Linked DNA regions of Mus musculus: region 2 is linked to region 1. Evidence: chromatin contacts called from public HiChIP or PLAC-seq data. All regions are on one chromosome and are shown on one strand. The core of a region is the stretch at or near the end of the contact, and the rest is flanking DNA. Distances in the headings are between cores, read along the strand shown.

Region 1 (7,531 bases), core at 2,121-4,620:
TTCACCTAAATACATAATGTAAAATAGCAGGGATATATTAGGGCAGTTTCAGAAGTTGTTGAATATTCTGTTCTAATTCCAAGTGAAAAATTAATGTAGCAATTCATTTGAGATAGGTTCTCACATACCTCAGGCTGGCCTGGAATTCTATATACAGTTGAGGTTGGTTAGCCTTGAGCTCCTGAGCACAGGAACTCTATGTAGGCATGTATCACCAACCTGGCTTTGATGGGCATTCAGTGCATGGCTCCCTTGTTCCTGCTGCCCTGAGTCCTAGCCTCTTCCTGGCATTCTGCTTTCTGGAAATGAATGCACCTTGGTAAACATGCTCCATCTGTGTATCTTGGTGTTTGCTTTACATCTGGACCCTAGGGTGCAATGGCCTCTCCAGACCAAGGTGTTTGAAGAAAGAGTGAAATTTTTCCTTCTGAGAGACAAACACACCAGGAGACACAGTGGTCCAACTCTTCCCTTCTTACCAGAGACCGCCTTTCTGGAAATTGCTCTGCTAGCTCTGAGCATTTGGTCTGTTTCTTGTTTTTTCCCCTCTGCCCTTTTGGCAATACACTTGAAATCCTTTATTTTTATCTGTTGTGAAAAGTGAGTCGAAGAATTTGACATTCAAAAGTCCCCACCACCTCTCGCAGCTGCCGGGCGAATTTATTTCTGTTTTCCTAAACAGGGAGTCCCTTGGGGTGGCGATGACAGTTACTGACCTTTCCACAAGCAGTTTGTGTTCTTTGTTATTTCTTAGAACCATTTACAAGTTCCCATCCGGTAAGACTTAGTTCTGCAGACATTCTATTTGTAGAGCTCTTGTCATTAATTTATACACACACACACACACACACACACACACACACACACACACACACACACACACAGAGGTTTCTTATTTGGTGTCTGAATGTAAAAGAGGGCATGGCTGCTCCTAGGTATGGTTGAGGAGAAAGACTTTATTGTAGGTATGAGGGAGAGTGTAGTCAGAGGCATTCGAAAGGTTCAGACCAGATAAGGCCATGAAAGATGAGAGAGGATGAGAAGAAAGAGGGGAGAGGGGCCAAGAGGATCCTAGGAGTGCAAGGCGGGTAGCCAAAGCCAAAAATGGCTGAATTACATAGAAGTCAGAAGCCCAGGGAAGGGAAGCAAAGCCCCTGGCCAGGAGAGGTTTAGGGTAGGGGCGGGGCGAGCAGTGCTGGGAGTTTCTTTGGGACCTGACAACGCTCTTGGTGGTGGGGTTGGGGAACAGGGCAGAGGGGATTAGCTTGGGCTGCAGGATAGAACCTGCCCTCATGTGATTCAGGAGTCAGGTCAGGACAAAGAGGCATGAAGTGGGTGGGGTCTCTGTCCTGGAAAGTCCTCTGAGGCAGTGCTTGGCTGTTGCTGCTTGGAAGAGCAGAGGAAAGTCACTGGTCAGAGTGTGGCAGTAACTGGAAGCAACAGACCCAAACTCAGTCCTGGCCCAAATTGTAAGAAGTCAAACATTTCTATCTTTCCTTTCTTTTTCTTTCCTACAGCTTGCTCTTCCTCTTCTGAATCTTACACAGTCCTATTAGCCCTCCTTCTTTAACAGTAAACACTGACATGAAGACACATCGTGATCTGTGGGAGTGGTGGCCCAGCTTATCTCACCCTCGGAGACAGAGGCAGGAGGATCAGCTGTTCAAGTGAAGACTTGAATTTGAGGACAGCATGGGCTACATAAGACCCGACCTCAACATGAAGAGCAAGGAGGAGGAACCTCTGCTGCCCGGCCTTCAAAGGGGTATTTCTTAGTAAACTCTCAAAGGAACAGTCAGACCTAACCTTAGTGTGGTGGGTTACAACTGCCATCATCCTTCCTTATCCATAATTCCTGCTCTTCCCATCGAAAGGAAGAGGCAGAGGAGGTGAGAATCCTGAGAGGGCCCTGCCCAGCCAGTTGTAGAGTTCATTTCTGCTTCCCCAAACTCTTCCACAGGGAAGCTCTAGTTCAGACTATGTCCCTATGACATACCAAGTCTCTGCTAGAGATATAGTATTAGTCGATCCATTTAGTGTTAAAACAGTCCTGGCATCGTACATCAGCAAGAAACAATGTCATTGTAGTAGCTGGACGAGCCATAAGTCTTCCCTGAAGAATGAAAGTAACCATGTGTGACAGTCAACCTAGACTGGTAACTTGGTGGATCTTAGAATCCCCATGGGAAGACACTTCTGGATTTGTCTGTGGGAGTGTTTGAGATAACGATCCACCCTGATCGTTTTGAGTGGGAAGCACCATCCCAAAGTCTGGGGTCCCGGACTGGAGGGTAGCAGAAAGTGGGCAATGAACCAGCATCATGTCTCTGCTTTGTGACTGTGGACACAGCTGCCCAGCTGTTTCATGACCTTGCTACCAGTTACAGCCGCTCTCGCTGTGCCTTGTCTCTCCACAGTGAGGGGCTCGGCCTTCAAATGGTGACTCCAAAATAGACTAGCTCTGCCTTAAGGCCTATACACACTATCTGCCCTTCCCTAGTTGGTGGTCCTTGGAACAGACCTGCCAGCAGGGACTCAAAGTCTTGGGCATCCACACAGACCCACAGGACACAGCTTTCCCCAGTTATCCCAGAAAGTCTGATTTGGTCTGAGTTCTGTGAGTCCACACATTAGCTCTTGGCTGGCATTGAAACCCTCCCCACTCTGTTTAATTCTTGCCCTGTCCCCCTTGTCAGAAGATCAAATATTCTCCTTGTTCTTCTTCTAGCTGGTGGCACTCTTCTAGGCTCAGCTGCTTCCCATCAGCCTAGCTTTGAGACTATTGAAGCACAGGACTCCTCTGTTGCACAATGCCTTCCAGAGGGCCCAAGCCAAGCCCAAGTTAGCCCAAGACCATGAGGTTTTAAAACTCCTTGGGTTGGCCCTCAGTCCCTATTTTTCTGACTCCCAATTTTTCTCTTCCGTTCATTTCATTTTGCAATGGGACGAGACAGCCTTTGTGACTAAGTCTGAGTGGTGCCACTGTTACCCAGAATGCCCTGGGCTTATTGGCAAACACACACATATTTATCTGTTTTTTTCGTCTGTGCTCATGATCTAAGTATTGCCTATTTGTGCAACAATGGTTAGCCAAGAGCCCGGCATGCGCCAGACACTATCTGAGTGTCGAGGAAATTCCAGTGAGCAAGACAAGGAGCCTGAGCCCTTCCATTCTGTGTGAGCTCCCCGCAAGCATTGGGCTTCACCACCAAGTTTAACGAGATGGGAGACCGGCGCGCCCTCTGCCGAGTGGACAGGAAACTACTTCCAGTCTCCACGTTTTCAAGGCAAAGGCACCCAGGCATTGCCTCCACTCACGCTGTTCGCCTCCTCCAGTGAAAAGAAATCCCCTGGTGGACTGTTCCTGCACCGCTGCTGACAGCATGACCTCACCCCACAGTGAATGTACACACTTAACAAACTGCAGCTGATAAGTACGTTTCGGCTTGGAGATGAAGTCATTGTTCCCCGGTGACAGACACTCAACACTGCCGCAGAGAGTCTGAGCTGACATTCCTCTTTCAGAGACTTTAATCAACCTATTTAAGGAAACTCAAATATGGCTTCTGCTCTGATTAGAACTTATAACAACACGGATCCCTACCAGACAAACACCCTGTTATTTCTTCTCCCAACAGTTTATGATGTTTTCTTTCTGTGCCAGACATACATGCACACACTCAGTAGGAAGTCTATAACCCTGAACATATGTGGGGTGATCTATCAGTTTCTTTCATTTTTCCATTACTCATCTTTTTCTTTTCTTCTCCTTTCATTTTCTTCTTCCACAGGTGCATGGCTGTGAGGGGCATGGCTGTGAGGTGTGTGGCTCTGAGGGGCGTGGCTGTGAGGTACATGCTGTGAGGTGCATGGCTGTGAGGGGCATGCTGTGAGGCGCATGTCTTTGATACCACCACTGGAAGTATGAAGGAGAGGAGTCATAGGTTTGATGCCAGCCAGGGCTATACAGCAAGATCCTGTCTCAAAACAAAGCAAAGAAAAGCAACAAACAAAAAAATTAGTGTTAATAAGCAGCTGAGCACCTGAAGGGCTGAGGTCAGCAAGGCTCCCTGGTGCACACACAGAACTGATGTCTGCCACTGATGTAAGACAGACTCAGCCCTGTGTCAGACAGGCGGGAGGGTGACTGGCCGTGTGGCTTGATTGGACATATTTCCAAAAAAGGAAGTAGATGGAAGAGGTTCCTCCTGCCACAGACAAGGTGGTGGTTATGTGAGATTAGCCTCATATTCCTACTGCTAGCCTGTGTCTGGTACCACAGACATGATAAAAATCCACAGAGGAGCCCTAGGAACTACAGGGGAGCTATCCTGAATCCAGGCTAAGTCCAACTCTGTTTTTCCTTCCTCGCTTTCCCCCAACATTAGGAGTGACTTTTTTTTTTTTTTTTTTTTTTTTTTTTTTTTTTTTTGTCCCTGGCTGTCCTGGAACTCACTCTGTAGACCAGGCTGGCCTTGAACTCAGAAATCCACTTGCCTCCCAAGTGCTGGGACTAAAGGCATGTGCCACCACTGCCCGGCTAGGAGTGACTTCTAAGAGAAGGTACTGTGTTCAACACCTACAAGCCCAAACTAAATACCACTTACATTCCTTCTCCCAGGATCTGATAGAGATAAAAATTCAAAACGTATGCAAATAAGGAAGCTAGCACAATGGCTCAGTGGATTTGAATCATCACAAGCACAAGAGTAAACAGGGGAGAGGCAAGAAAATAAGGAAAGCAAAGAGGGAGAGGAAGCAGGAGGGCTGGAGACAGAAGACTCTACTACAGTACCACAAAGGCACAGAAGCCTGTGTGGTTGTTTCTGCCTATCTTCCCAGCACCCAGGGAGAGAGAGAGGATGGCTCAATGAATGAAGGTGGTTGCTACTAAGCCTGACAAAAGTTCAATCCCCGGAACCCAGAGAATGAGAGAACTGACTTCTGCAAGCTGTCCTCTGACTTTCACGTGCACACCACAGAACACACATGTGTGTAAGTGTGCACACATACACAAAATAGCAAATGTCTATTACACAAAATAGCAAATGTCTATTTAAAAAGAAGATATGGAAAGGAGATCTTGGTCATGACAGAATAGTCTCTCTCTCTCTCTCTCTCTCTCTCTCTCTCTCTCTCTCTCTCTCTCTCTCTCTCTCTCCCTTGCCTCAGGCTCTGCCTTTGTGGGAATAGAATCCAAGACAAATTGGTGACTATCAAGTGATGGTGTCTCTGTCCGCAAGGGTGCGACTCTCTTGTTCACTTGCAGGTGAGAAAGGAGCAGTGAAGCAAAGTATTCAAGATATTGGCAGGAGGATATTGTCAACTGGTGACCAGGACGACTAAAATGAACAGGGGAGCGTTAGGAGATCAGGTGATAAGCACATGGGTACAGTGAGTCAGCTTCCTTCCGTCACTGTGGACATGGGGATTTGCACACAGTGTGGCTGTGTAGCTCTATTGTGTTTCACTGAAAGTGTGGGATTTTAAAAAAAAAAATCTGTGGTGGTGGGAATGCTCCTTACTCGGCACAGTGCTTGCCTGTCATCTAGAAAGCCCTGGGTTCAGTCCCCAACACTGCACAAACACGTTGTGGTGGCACACACATGCCATCCCAGGACATGGAGTTGGACTCAGCAGAGTCAAGAGTTCCAGGCCAGCCTCAGACCAGCTTGAGATACTGGGATCCATGAGATACCTGTATCAGAAACAAGGTAGACGTATGCTGGATAGTTTTCGCTTACCTTGACACAAGCTAGAGTCATTGGAGAAGGAGAATTGGTTCAGAAGATGCCTTCAATAAGATCAGGCTGAACAAAGACAGGGGCGAGGGATTGAAAAGTAGGCTTGTTACAAAGTGAAAAGGGCTCCAAAGGCTTGGGTCCCAAGAGAGAAAAGCTACCAGTCCGTATGCCTTGGGAATTTTTACAGGAATTATGGCAGAAACTGGACAAGAACTAAGGTCATTTCCATTGAGTTTGGTTTATTTCTGGGTACAGATCAAGCCAATGAGCCTCACATGCTCTGTGCATGTCCCCCAGACCTGGCTGGGGAGATGGTCACACACTGCCCACTCAGGACACTGAACAGGCATCATAGTTGCTCTGCCTATTCGTTCTCTTTTCGCCTAGGCTTGGTCTGTCAGCTGACCTTAGCTGAGACTGCTGGCATTAATTACATGTGTTGCCTTTGTTCTCACGTTCCTATGACCGGCCTGCAGTTAAGAATGCAAATGAACACATGACCCTGTCTTTTTGTTTATGGGGAACTAACTCCTACCACAACTACCAAGATACAGCTGTGTTTTTCTGGGTATATCATAGCTAGTTTCTTGCCTGTGGGATGGTATGGGGTGGTCTCCTTCCTAGAAGAGGAGGAAACTTTTTATAATCTGTCCTTACCCATAAGTCAACCTGCTATGGTTAGATATACGGGCATGTGAGGGGACAATAGTGCTTGGCTTATGTTCCTGAATTGGGGGCTTTCTGGAAGCCAGCTAGAGCCCGCTGAGACAGACCTGCTATTTCCTCTTGCCTGATGAGCTGCAAGCTCTTGTGTTTAACGTCCCAAGTGTTTATTGTTTTAAGCCTAATGTTCCTTTGAACTCTAACATGTATTTTACTGTAACCAATTAGTTTTAATAATTTTTATAGTATGTCTATTTGTTTTGGTGTTCTGTTTGTTTATTTTTTTGGACAGGATCTCATACAGCGCAGGCTGGGTTTGAACTCATGTTCCTTCTTCTCACTTTCGAGATTGGGGTTATAGATGTGAATCACTACACTTAGCTATATATCTTTTCATAAGACATTTCACTTATTTCTAAGAGACTAAACAGAGACTCCCTTCCATTAAAGATTAGAGAAAATAAACTGTAGTCAGCCCAGGTGTTGGGAGCCGCCCCCACATTCGCCGTCACAAGATGGCGCTGACATCCTGTGTTCTAAGTGGTAAACAAATAATCTGCGCATGTGCCAAGGGTATTTTACCACTACTTGTACTCTGCCTTTCCCGTGACGTCAGCTCGGCCATGGGCTGCAGCCAATCAGGGAGTGATGCGTCCTAAGCGAAGGATAACTCCTCCTTAAAGGGGACGGGGTTTCCGCCATTCTCCTCTCTTGCTTGCGCTCTGGCGCGCTTGCTCTAAAAGATGTAAACAATAGCTCTCTTACTTGCGCTTCTTGCGCTTTCACTCTGGCACGCTGGCGCTCTGGCTCTTAAAGATGTAAGAAGGGGGCTTTCGTTTTTGGGGTTTGGGGTTTTGCGCTCCTGCTCCTGAAGATGTAAGCAATAAAGTTTTGCCGCAGAAGATTCTGGTTTGTTGTGTTCTTTCCTGGCCGGTCGTGAGAACGCGTATAACAGTTGGTGCCGAAACCCGGGACGAGAAAAAATCCGGGACGAAAAAATACAAGAAAACTCGGGACCGGCGCAAGGAAGATCCCTCATTCCAGAACCAGAACTGCGGGTCACGGTAATAAAGGTTCCCGTAAAACAGACTGTTGAGAAGGATTCAACTGCATGAATTCAGAAC
Region 2 (7,531 bases), core at 2,190-4,689, 66 kb after region 1:
GCACCTTGAGGCTCACTGAAGTGAAAGTGCTGATAACAGATGACTGAATACCTTCAGCACACAGCTCTGGTTGCATTTGGTAGTTCTGTAATTGGTGATGTAACTCGGCCTGTCCCTGAATTTGAAAGGCACCTATTTCATATAGCATAGATAAAAAGGATACTTTGCACACTGCACACTGAGCACTGTGCCTGACAAGGCCACCTTACAGTTGCTGTCACTGTTTTATCTTAAGACCTATCAGTGCTGGAAAGGACTCCTTTTAAATTCTCAAATAGCAATTTCAGATATATGCACATTTCAAAAGTTGGCATTACTTACAAATTAGCTTCTTGACTAACGGAACAGTTCTTCCATTAGCAAAATGCATGAAAGTTTAAGAACTTATGATTGTGCAGTGAAAGGTAATCAAAACCTGTGTGTCCTCCAGCTCCCCCCATGCCCCACTCTAAGCATTTAATGCAGTGAAGGTCTTCGTATTTATGGAATATATGAGAAAAACAAATGAATTTGAGTTTGAGTGGAAGAGAATTAGGTTAGCTATAAAAAGAACTTTCTGACTACTGGCTGCCAAACAGATAAGAGGAGCTACTCTTTCAGTGGTAGGAGACAGCACCTGCCGGAATGTTCCTTTTGGGCCCAAGACTGTTGGGCTCATAGGAGTACATCTAAAGGCAGCTCAGTCCTGAATTTTACCCCCAGCTCATGGGCAGTGGCATCTTTGCCGAGATTCTATCTGCCCTTCAGTGATGACTACTCTCCCTGCTCAGACAGTGAGCATTCAGTGTCCTTTCCCTTATTTGATGAACAGATGAGGCAGCAGAGCACAGGCAGATTCTATTTTAAAACTCAGAAATAGTTGCAGGGATCCTGACATGAGAGTCCTTTAAAAATGGCCCTTGAATGTGCTAAGAAAGCCTGCAGCCCCCAGATGATAACAGTGAGAAGGGGGATGCTTGGGTGATGGTCAGCATAGCACAATCCAAACTGGGGTGTGGCCATTACTTTAATAAAAACTGCCTGAAGAGACAGCACAGTGGGTGAAGCGTCATGCAACTATGAGAGCCTGAGGTCAGATCCTAAGCACCCATATAAAGCTAGACATGGTAGGTTGAACACCTGTAATCCTAGCTCTCCTACAGTGAGGTGGGATCTAGAGAGAGACAGAATTCTCAGAAGGTTGCAACCAGCTAGCCTGGCATATTCAGTAGTGTATCTACAAGTAGTAGTATCTACAAGGAGATCCTGCCTCAGACAAAGTGGAAGGGAAGGACTGACTTTCACATCTACCCACACCCACACAGACAAATACATACATGTGTATACACACATAAGTTACATATGCTGGCTCAAATAAGTGAATAATAAACTTTAAATATCTGGGTACACATATCTTAGTTTGCAACTATTTTTACTTAAATTTCTAAGTCTTTGAATTGTTGAAGTAGTTTTGATGTGAGCCTGTGTGGGTTTGTAGGAAAGTCCCATTCTTTTAACATAAGTTCCTCTGTGAGCTCAGACATTGTGAGCCTTTTCCCATTTTCAGAACTTTGGAGTTACTTAACTGTTAGCATTATGATGTGATATCAGCTACTAAAATAGAATGTGATTGTTACAGCGTCCAGATGTGCTCCAGTCTCTTAGATGAGTGAGCTTTTCCATAGATAAGTAGAACAAAGACTAAAATCAGGTGGGTAGGCATGGTGGTGCACACCTTTAATCCCAACACTCTGGATACAAAGACAGGCAGATTTTTTCCTGTGAGTTAGAGGTAAGCCTGGTCTGCATGGAGAGTTCCAGGGCCCCTAGATCATAGTAAGACCCTATCTTGAAGAAGAAGAAGAAGAAGAAGAAGAAGGAGGAGGATGAGGAGGAGAAGAGAGGAGGTTAATAGTAGGAGGAGAAGGGGCAGGGGAAGGAAACGTAAATAAAACCAAGATTCTTCTGTAGGTAGTATCTTCACCTTGGCTTTCAAGAAGCCTATGGTTATTTTTTTTTCTTTGACCATCTGGACAAAGTAGGTAGAACCCAGATCATAAGGCAAGATGGGAAACAGTGGCTGGGTTATTGGGGTCTATGTTAGAGTAGACTGAGACGACAGAGTCTATGGGCTAGTCCTCAGTCAGTGCTGGCACTGAGCTGCTCTGCAGGGTGGTGCAGTGTCCTGGGATTGCCATTGCCCTGTGAATTTACCAGCCGCAGTGGGAGCTTCGCTATAGGCTACTACATAGCCTGTTGCACCACCTCTTGTCTGTGGACCACTTAGCTTGTTCTCCCCATGTCTGTGCTTCACTTCCATACAGTGAGGGGAATGGGGGAATGACCCCGTCACTTAACAACAGATAAGAAAATCCTCACGTCACTTAAGTATCAGCTTTCTGTAAGCAAAATTGCCTTTGGAAGGTCTTACCCTGTGTTCAGCTGTATTTTCCATAGTGTTACCTGTAGTTGACTTTAGAAAATTGTGCATGGCTTTAAATGCCAATGTTGCTTTAATGGAGAGTTTCCTGAGTTCTTATGTTGTATGGAAGGTTTCCTTGATGACAGCCAGGACACAGTTTTTAAAATTTCACCCTACATTTTTTTTTCTTATTGTGTGTGTATGTGATTTTTTTTTTCCCTAAAAAATCTAGGTTATATTCTGAAGACCATGAATCACTAAATTGCTGCAATGTTCAGGGTTCAGTAATAAAGTGGTCAGAAGTCAGTTGAAGAGCTCCTTAGCATTTTTTTAAGTCTTAAAATTTTTTGTGTTCTGATGTGTTGGGACAGGTACCTTCTGGATCATGTCAGAGTAGCTGGAATTGAGTGGTCCGTATGCTCAGGACAGTGCCAGTCAGAAGTCACATGTGTCTGTTTTTAGCTGGGAGCAGTTTCTTTGGTCACTTGTGATGACCAAAAAAGTCTCTTGGGAGAGTTAAAATGACTCAAAATTAGTAAAAATCACTCATGGCTATTTAGGTTTTAAGTTATACTCTTGACTATACTGTGGTTTAATTTTGGTGCTAATTTCTTGCTTCCATAAAGTATTACTTGTAGTTCAGAATTGTTCAGGTAGTTTTATCACTTTTGAGTTTAGTTGAAAAGGACTCCTCCGCAACATACACACATATACATGCACAAATGTGTGCACACACAAATTCATGCCCACTCTCTGAATATGAATGACGTGTGTGTGTGTGTGTGTGTGTGTGTGTGTGTGTGTGTGTGTGTGTATGTGTGTGTGTGTGTGTGTGAGAGAGAGAGAGAGAGAGAGAGAGAGAGAGAGAGAGAGAGAGAGAGAGAAAGAGAAAGAGAAAGAGAAATGCATGTGTAGTCTATTCCTATTAGAAGTTCACTTTTAGGAAAGTAAACAGCAAGTATCCCCAGACATGCAAGCTTTACCACTTGTCCAGACTGCTTCCCCAGCTGGCTCCTCCCCTCACCAGGATGTCACACCACCTCTCACCACTCAGCCCTTTCCCTGCCAGTTCACTCATTGGTGGTTCTCACATCACACCAAGCCCTCACTGTTGGCACAGTACCTGCATCTGGTCTGTCTACGCTTCCTTGGAATATAGAGGACACAAAGGGAGCAGGCTCCTCCTCAAATCTAGAACATTCTTTTGTTTCTCTTCTCTTCATGTTTCCCTTACCATAAATACTGTTTGAAGGTAGTTGAGCTCGGGCTTGTGCTGCCCTGGTTTGTGACTTTAAGCCTTTGAGTCATGGGCAGGAAAGGCACTTAAAAAGACAGTGATAATTTGAGCCCCTTAAATAATGCAGTTTTGCAGCTACCTGTAAAATCCTGCTTCCCTGAAAGGAAGTCTAAGCTATGCTGAAGAACTCACTGGGGTTTTCCTCAGTAGTCATCCTCCTCATCTTTAGTTTTGTTCCATGACACACTCTTGTCATAATTTTTTGGTTCATAGGACAAAATCCAGGTCCACTGTGGTACAGGGCACTGGCTCTGTGGCATGGTACAGGTTGACTCCCTGTCTCTGCCTCACTGCCAACATCTGAAGGAGCACTCTCCTCCACTGCAAAGAGCATCCTGTATCCTGTGGTATCTCTGTGCTTTGATTGGCGAGTAACATTGAACATTTCTATCCTTTTTTGTTTATTGTCCTTATTAAGGTCCTTGTTTACAGATTTAGTGTTAAAAAGTTTCATACGACATCTACATACATATTATATTTTGAGTTTTTAAATATATAGTGTTGAACTTGAGCCTACTGGCTTTCTGGCTTCCTCATATATGCCTATGAAAAGAGGCAGTGACTGGCACTCTTCATTAGGGACCCAGCATCTGGGGCTGCAGTCTGAGGACCTGCAGCCTCAGGCATCGGTACCACAAGTCAGGATGGATTAAGAGACTTCACACTGCTGGGCATTACAAGTAGCATCAAAGATACTGAGATGAAATTGAAAAGCTTTCTGCCTTTGAAGTTTGCTGGTAATGGGGACACATTTCTATTTATAGATATGCATGCATGTGTGTGAGTGTGTGTGTGTGTCTGTATCTGTGTGTGAATCCCACCAGCTCAGCTAACAAGTGCTGTACTTCACTGTTGGTAATATTTCTCTGATGAATTGGGGATCACTTGTTTAAATGAATAAGAAATTAAAGAACACTAGCATTATGTTTCTCAATCGGGGAATTCTAGGCTTACAGATTGTATCCTTTCTTTTTTTCTGGCTAGAAAAAGAGCTTTAATAAAAGACAAAAGCCAGTGTTGAGTCAGTTAAAGATGTGGGCTTACAGTGTAAAACAACTGATTATCCAGATCATTCTTTGAACTTTGAACACTTGTTAGTTTTTATATAATTAAAAATATATAAAGACAGTCTGTATCTGGTTAGAACAAAAAGTTCTTCGTTGTTAAAGCTAATCACTGAGACCTGGGGACCCAGCTTTACTGTGCATGCATCTTAGGAGGAAGTTTTCCTTTTGAAGGCAAACATTGCACCAGGTGTTTTGTAGCTTTGAACCTATGAAATGATTATATATGGGGCATAGGCACAGACTGAACTTCATTATATCCGAGTAGATTGTTTGCATGGCATGCAGGATCCCTATCTAGTGCTGCATGCATTGGTTACAGAGGTGATGATGGATAGCATTTGCTTTGACCTGGTTTTCAATCAAGCCATATGAACTTTCAGGTGTGTCTAACAAGAATGTAACGAATATGCTAATGACAGTTATAAAGTACCTAAGAATAGATTTTCATCAACATCTGTTTTTGGTTTTGGAGTAAAGTTTATTACATCATCTTCTGGGGGAGGAAAGAGACCTTGTCTGCTTATTCTATATATAGATCCAGATTTACAATGTGTATCTCAGGACCGTGTTTGTCTATATTTTCAATGCAGTCATGCTCCAGGGCTTGAGAATTGTTTTACATTCCCACACATGTTTGTGTAACACAAAACATCTTCAAAGATTTTTACCAGCCATTTTTCTTTCTCCTCTGGCCCACAGACCTGCTCCCAGAAGGAATTTTATTCAGCTTTGGAAGTTAGTGTGTCCTCTCCTCCAGCACTTGGCAGTGTCTGGGGCCCCAGGGAGACAGGCATTCATCAATCTTTGGCCATGCCCCTCCATCCTAAAGTCACTGAATGTTTCCATTGTTCTCTCCACATCAACCTGGTTTCCTGACAGCAGTCTGTCCCTTGCAGGAATGGAGTGAGTTGTGACAAATGCAGGTCCTGTTCCTCCTTTGTTCACCTCTTGCTGTGTAAGTCAGCACACTGCTGTTCTTTCTGTATACCAGTCTCCTGTAAGCTTGGGTAGGATAGAGTAGTTCAGAAATGGATTGGAGACTAGATTTCACACGTCATCAAACTGAGCAGGAGTATATTCTGCACCTCCCGGTTGCAGCTCGCCTGCTCCCTCCAAGGCTGTGTCTCCTCCACCTTCCTCTTTCCTTTCCCTTCTCCATCTTTCTTTCTGATTCATGCAGGCATTACTTACAAGTCATGTAACTCTATGATCTGTGTCACTTTGTGTTTTTTATTAAAGAGCCTTTATGAAAAGCTTGTTTCTTCCTTAGCTTTGTGAAAGGTTTGTGTTGGCCTGGAGTAGTACCGTTTTCTCTTGCCTGGTTTTCCCTTTGGGTGTTATCTTCTCAGCCACCTATCTTCTGGACATTTTCCTGTTTGTTTGCTTGTTGCCAAAAGAAGAGGCACAGAAAGTGTCCTGAATCCTTAGGAATTGTACTTGGTTGGAGCTTTTAAAGACCCTTGCCCCCAGAGTAGTGTTTATTGAGAAAAGTAGCTGACACTTGCTTCCTTAAGCTTTGACGGTCTGTGAACCTGGACATCATGTGTCTTGAAGAAGCTCTCTAGGATACTCATGCAGATGGTGTGCCTGTTGCTATTGAGGGTGAGCACATGCTGACATAAGGAAGCTGGCAAGTTCTGCCCTGAGCAACTTTCTTACCTGTAATCTAGATTTCTTAAATTTACTGGAAAGCTTTGATTCTGGTCTATTCTTTCTCCTTCAAATCCTGACAGCAGACATGATTTGGGATATGCTGGCTATGTGATAGCTGTTTCTCTTTCCCTACTTTTGCCATTTCCATATATGATCTCAAAACAGAATTTGAACTCTGGGATTGTGGGGTTTTATTTGATGTCTGTGGTCTGAGCTGTCATCAGAGACTATGCTAAGGTTTACATATGCTGATAACAAAGGCCATATGGATGTCCATGTTCTGTGCTGCCACCTGAAGCCATGTTGATCTCCATGGGTACACTGCTACCATAGTGATGTCCATGGCCAGTGCCCCAGAGGCCATGTTGATTTCCATGGGCTTTGCTGCCACCAAGGGCCACGATAGTTTCTGTGGTTCATGGCCCCTGCTATCACCAAGGACCATGATAGTTTCTGTGGTTCATGCTGTGACAGAGGGCAGTGTTGATAGCTATGGTCTGCACTGCCACCAGAAACCATGATGAGACCTGTGGTCTGTGCTGATGCCAGAGGCCATGTGGATGTCTGTGGTCCATGCTATCACCAGAAACTGTAAGCCATGTTCTCACTAACTGTAAAGAGCGAGAAAGCTGCTTTTGCAGTGGTATCTATGACTGTAGATTCACAGTTGAGAAAGAGAACCATAGAAGGCTTCTGTGACAGTGCCTACCCCTCCTCCCTAAAAAGGGAAAAAAAGTTGCCGACTCCTTGCTGGCAGGTCCAGGTAAGAGGTCCTGGTCCTGCCAGGATCTCTCCGGGGCTCAGTGGGATGGCAAGTGTCAATGGCCCAAAAGAAACACACCCAGGGCCGTGAGTCTGTCAAAGCAGGAACTCAACTTTATGGCATCAGCTCTTGCTTATAGAAGTTCGGAACATAGGGAGGGGGATTTTTGGTGGGGTAAGATGCTGTAAGAGGCGGGGAAGGGTGATGGAGTGACTGATAGGGCCAATGGCAAAGCTCTACATCAGCAACAGCGGGGCAGAGGCAGAGCCAAATAGTTCTTGCTGAGTCACCCCAATACAAAAGTGACTGAGACAGTCTCAAAACTCAAGTCAGGCTTGGGCTTGTCCTCA

Evidence for each region. HiChIP or PLAC-seq counts read pairs in DNA pulled down with a chosen protein or histone mark.
Region 2: a CTCF HiChIP or PLAC-seq map of CD8 T cells shows a contact between it and region 1, with 6 read pairs. The contact joins two enhancer-like sites. A contact is called at or near these places in 2 of 15 datasets of contacts at CTCF or cohesin (CD8 T cells and the NIH/3T3 cell line), 10 of 484 Hi-C or Micro-C datasets (CD4 T cells, CD8 T cells, the G1E-ER4 cell line and 7 more), 10 of 115 datasets of contacts at active chromatin or transcription factors (the 230-238 cell line, CD8 T cells, the HPC-7 cell line and 6 more) and 1 of 9 other capture datasets (bone marrow-derived macrophages).

The regions. Positions count from the first base shown.
Region 1 is chr6:146,682,816-146,690,346 of GRCm38.p6, forward strand. No RefSeq gene overlaps it. Among named protein-coding and RNA genes, the nearest start is that of 4930479D17Rik, 29 kb to the left of the region's middle. Within about 2 kb of position 3,371, at least 127 of the 459 cell types and tissues checked have an H3K27ac peak or open chromatin away from gene starts, as enhancers often do. A contact at or near this core is called in CD8 T cells, the G1E-ER4 cell line, the HPC-7 cell line and 2 more, where this site is marked.
Region 2 is chr6:146,748,417-146,755,947 of GRCm38.p6, forward strand. The region is part of intron 1 of Stk38l (serine/threonine kinase 38 like); the gene reads left to right. Among named protein-coding and RNA genes, the nearest start is that of Stk38l, 27 kb to the left of the region's middle. Within about 2 kb of position 3,440, at least 96 of the 459 cell types and tissues checked have an H3K27ac peak or open chromatin away from gene starts, as enhancers often do. A contact at or near this core is called in CD8 T cells, the G1E-ER4 cell line, the HPC-7 cell line and 2 more, where this site is marked.